Linked DNA regions of Capsicum annuum: region 1 is linked to region 2. Evidence: chromatin contacts called from public Hi-C data. All regions are on one chromosome and are shown on one strand. Each heading gives the region's core, a stretch centred on a gene start, on an enhancer-like site or on the middle of the called end of the contact. The rest is flanking DNA. Distances are from core to core; before and after follow the strand shown.

Evidence for each region. A called contact is a pair of places that touch in the nucleus more often than the background predicts.
Region 1: a contact with region 2 is called in a Hi-C map of leaf, with 2.9 times the contacts expected there. The contact joins the promoter of LOC107873030 here to the promoter of LOC107873034 in region 2. A contact is called at or near these places in 2 of 5 Hi-C or Micro-C datasets (leaf and placenta).

Annotation. Positions count from the first base shown.
Region 1 is chr6:169,037,197-169,039,896 of UCD10Xv1.1, reverse strand. LOC107873030 (protein EMBRYO SAC DEVELOPMENT ARREST 30) reads right to left here and starts at 1,445. Exons shown (of 10, transcript XM_016719730.2): 1 at 768-1,445. The coding sequence starts at 932.
Region 2 is chr6:168,708,391-168,711,093 of UCD10Xv1.1, reverse strand. LOC107873034 (histone-lysine N-methyltransferase ASHH2) reads left to right here and starts at 1,437. Exons shown (of 18, transcript XM_016719743.2): 1 at 1,437-1,750.

The DNA.
Region 1 (2,700 bases), core at 196-2,695, 330 kb before region 2:
TACTCTTAAACAACGAAAGAATAGATACTCGGATTAGTACTAGAAACAATAGATAACAAAGTTCCCAACATTTTCCTTTCTAGAATATACATTTTAAACCTTTTGAAATTCTGCTCAGTACCGATAAATGGTGCTGTTTATAGATAATTTGTACTCCCTCCATTCAAAAATACTTGTCATGATTTCCTTTTTGAGAGTCAAATGATATTAATTTTGACCAACATTTTAAGATGTATTTTTTTATCATATTGATATAAGATAAATCGCAACTTATAGTACTTCCCGCATAGCTTTTGAATATCCAAAATCTTACTTTAAAATATTGAAATAATCTAATCTAATTCATCAGTGAAAATTAGTCAAATTAACTCTCCCGCCCCGAAGCATGACAACTATTTTGGAATGTTGGGAATAATATTATCTACATGGACATACTACTGTCTTCTACAGGTTCTTCCCCATAATTCAATAAAAATATCAGCTTTCATCAAGAAGTGAAACATGACAACTATTTTGGAACAGAGGAGGGAGTAAATATTCTCTACATGGGCATACTTTGTCTTCTACGGGGTCTTCCCCATCATTCAATAAATTCATCAGCTTTCATCAAAAATTAGTCAAATTGACTGTCGAGAAGCGAAACATGACAACTATTTTGGAATGGAGGGAGTAGTATTCTCCGTCTTCTACGGGGTCTTCCCCATCATTCAATCAATCAATGGGGCAAAGAAATCAATTTAATAGATGTCTTGTTAATGATAATTTACCTTTCTGGTGGCTAAAGTAGGAGTTAAATCGTCAGTAAAAACGGCGGTAATAGCAGTGTATTGTACAAGATCAGCACTGGACTTAGCAAGAAACAAGTGAACCAGCAATGAAACAAATGATAACACAAGGCCTCCTAATGCTGCCCATTTAATCTTCGATTTCATCTCCAATAATTTAATACACCAATTCAACAGAATCAGCAACTAGAACTTGATAACGATAAATCTGTGAATCTAGAAATTCATTTGGGCCAATTGAACTTTTATTAACAGAGAATACAAAAACTGAAAATGAATATATATATAGAGAGAGAGAGAGAGTTAATTTGAGTGTTTATGAAGGAAGTGATTCGAATAGATCGAGGAGTTAATTGAAAGTGAAGGGAAATTGGTGTGGTTAGGGGAGAGAGGGAGAGAGAGAGTGAAGGGGGGGTTTAAGCGGATTTAGGGAGATAGGGAAGAGGAGTGATGACGATTGACCGGTCCTGAGGTGAGAGCTTTCATATTCTGGAGCGCAACATAGCACAGGCATCCGCATGACTATGACCAAGAGGCAGCAGGTCAGTTCAAGATTTCACAAGTTCGAACGCCACCCCAATATTTTTATTATTTGTTTTTTAGTTTATTTTAGAAGAAAAAATAAAATAGTACAAACAAACAAACTACATTAACAATTACAGTTCTTTTTTTTTTTTTAATAAACTAGTATAGGTTAGTCATTAAAAATGTTAACCTAGTCATTGAAATAATAAAATTGATCAATTTTTATTGTATCACATTGACATAATTGATGTAAATTAATTATAAAATATTAAATATAATTTTTTAACGAATAATTCCAAAAAGTATACCGACCCCCAACCCACTCCAACTATCCCAAAATCAAATCGATATTAATGAAGATAAGGAATTGTGTGGCTACTAAAAAAAATACTTCACTATCTAAAATTATTAGATTGTTAATATTGACTTTTTTTAACTCATCAACTGTACTGATAAAATTATCAAGTGCTCTTCTTATTAGTACAAAAATAAAATCGATATATTTATTTTGTTCAATTGTCTATTTTCTATTTTTAAACTTTTATTTTATAGTTCAGATCACTTTAATTTGAAATATATGGATAGTAATATATTTATTATCTAATTACTTCATTATATTCTCTAAGTTAGTTCAAAATCTTTATCCTTCCCCACTCTCTATTTCTATATCATCTTTTACTATATTTGAGTTACTTTTCTCAAAATATTTATCCTTTCTCACCCTCTATTTTTACATCATCTTTTACTGTATGAGTTATTTTTCTCTAGTATAACTTTGAATTTGTTCTTTTTGTGATAGACTTCATAAGCTATTGAGTTTTCTTCTCTTGTATTTCAAAATATAAAAATTTGAATTTGAATTTACGTTCATTAGATTTTTATATTTTAATATCTATTTAATTTGTTATTTATAGAGATTTTAGTTACCTGAGAAAATTGAAGGAAAGATATCATTTAAGTCTTGAATGAAGGATTGTCGACATTGACCAACTTAAAGATCAAACATAATTAGGAAACTTGATCAAGTTAATTGTGGACTTGATTAATAGTTTCAAAACTTTCTAATCTTTTCAAAAATACAAATCAACTCACTCCCCTCTCCTCTCCAAATCAACTGTCTCTCTCATCTCTCTCGACAGTTTCTCTCAACCAACAGTTCTGTAAAATTTTTCTCTCCTATCCCCAGCGACTTCAACCTCCGACAATAAATAGTTAGGCGAGTTCTTTTTCGACTTTCAACCGCCAATCGACGTGATAGCAGTGTTCTTCGGCGACAACAACTCGAGTTCTTCGTCATCCCATTTTTTCTTTCACAGGTAAAAATTTGTCTTTTTAGTTATAAAAAAAAAAAAACTTGCGTCTCTTCTAGTATAGGTTAACAATTTCAATA
Region 2 (2,703 bases), core at 188-2,687:
ATTCTTTAGACTCAAGGGTATGTCTCCAAATGTCCAACTTATCATTAATTTTCCCTTGATTCTCGTCAATCAGTACAATATCATCAACAAATAACATAAACTAAGGCATCTCCCCTTGAATACACCGCTTAAAATATCCATTACTAAGGCAAATAAAAACAGGCTAAGAGTCGATCCCTGGTGCAACCTTATCAAAATAACACAGGCACCCTCTAGCCTCCATGCACCTCCACAAAATTTTTCTGGGACTTTGTCATACGCATTCTCAAGATCAGTGCCACCATGTGAAAGTCCTTCTTCTTCTCCCTAAACTGCACCACTAATCTTTTCACGAGGTGAATGACCTCCGTAATCGAGCGACTTGACATGAAACCGAACTGATTCTAAAAAATAGTCACGATTCTCCTCAACCTCAACTTTACCACCCTTTCCCAAACCTTCATAGTATGATTCAACAACTTGACATCCCTATAGTTGTTGTAACTCTGAATATCCCCCTTGTTCTTATATAATGAAATCATTATACTTCATCTCCAAACTTCAAGCATCTTCGTCGCCATAAAGATGATGTTAAACAACCTTGTCAGCCACTCTAAACCTGCCTCTTCAGTGCACTTCCAAAAATCCATCGAAATCTCGTCTGATCCAGTCGTCCTACCCCGCATTCTATGAATAACCCCTTGACCTCCTCAACCTAGATACGCCTACAATAACCATAATCGATACATCTATCACTTTAATTTAAAAGAATTCGAAGGTGAGAGCAACTTTTTATAATTTCAATTTCACCCTTGCCATTTCAAAAGACATAAAATTAATAAATAATCTTTATAGGAGAAAAAGAATAAATTGTCGAATATCTCTCTCTCTATATTTATATATTTCAAATGATGGAAAAAAAGGATTAAAAGTATTACTCTAAAATGTTAGGAATTGTTTGGTACATTCGATGAAATAAAAAAATTATCTCAAATATATATGAAATAACTTATTCTATTCTTGCAATATAAACGATGTGACAAATAACCTTGAAAGTAACTAATTTTGCAAGTCTATCTTTATCTTTTGACATTTTAAAATATTTTTAATTATAAAAATATACTCATCAGTCTTAAATTATCTATTCCAAATTTTCTAATTTTACTTGTCTTTTTCCATTAATAAAAAAGAGATAATTTTTTTTTTCATGTTTTACCCTTTGCATTAATTATTTTTTCTTCAAATTAGAAATGTAAACATTATTTTATAGGGGTACTATGATAAACTAGTCATGTTATTAATTATTTTTCTTAATTAATAAGATATCTTAGGGACGGAGGGAGTACAATTTATAAGAGTAGGAGTACTTTTTAGATACTACACTAATTTTTATAATCATCTGAATTTTATGTTTACTTATAAGATTAAGAAGCTAATGATAGAATTCATAAAGAAAATTAAGTAATAAGGTTGACCTCGTATCCAGAAAAATAATTACTCCGATTCTACCAGACTACAACCCAATAATAATACTAGTAGAAGTAATAATCGGATAAAATAAAATACGCTACCTAAAAAGAAAAAAGAGAAGAAAAGCTGAAATGAGTTCCGTTCCGGCGGAGCCCTTTTGCTGACATCCCCCAAAAGTGATTCCTCTTCTCTCTCTAAAACGCTTCAATAAATATCCCTTTCTCTCTCTAAAAAAAAACTATAATTATACTTCCTGAAATTGGTCTTCTTACTGTTCCTCAACTCTCTTCAAATTCACCAGGTATAATCTTTATATTGATTCTTCTCTTTTTCTGTTAGTTTTTTATTTTATTTTGTATATGTATATTTATTTATCTGCATTGGTGTTGTAGCTTTGGTTTTAGGGATTTTTGGTTATGTTGCCTGCTTAGGGTTTACTTTTATTGCTGTACGGGACTCCGTTACTTTTCTGTTTTCTCTGTACAGACGTACGAGTTATCATTAAGCTGCCCGGACACCACGGTTATTAAAAAAAATGGTTTTTTAGCTCAATGCAGCAAGTGATCACCTTCTCATCCGTACAGGTGGTGAGTAACCCTGCCGCTAATGCATAGGCAGGTTGGAGACATCGCCTAGTTTGATTGACCTGCTAGGTGTTAATCCTGGTTTCGTCCATTGCTAGGCACAAAAACTAAGTGTAGATAAAAAGAAAGAAAACTAAAATTGAAGTTGTATGAGTATGTGCTCGTGCAAGATATTTCAGTAGTAATTTTAGGTTAGGAGTGTTGTCTTGCTTTTCGAGGGTTTAGGATTGTTGGTGTTTGTTGTTGTTGTACAAGCCGTAGTATTGTAGTCCCTGCTTATTTTGTTGTTGTTTTTATTTCTCTCTGGTAGACTTTGCACTATTTCCTTGTTAGTTGCTATATTTTCTTTACCGTTTCCTTCTTCTTTGTACCTGGACTTGCTGCACTTGAGCGGAGGGTCTTTCGGAAACAGCCCTCTACCTCCACGAGGTAGTGGTAAGGTCCGTACATTCTACCCTCCCCGTACCTCACTTGTGGGATTTCATTGGGTATGATGTTGTTGTTGTTGTGGCTGTTGGAAAGAGGTGGGCTGCCTTATTTATGTTTAGCAGATCTGAAAATATTGGGTCATGCACTGTTTGAATTGCTTAAACTTCCTTTAGCATCTGTATGCACTGGACACTTTTGTTAATTAAAAATGTTTAATTAATGTCATACCAAGCTAGTGACA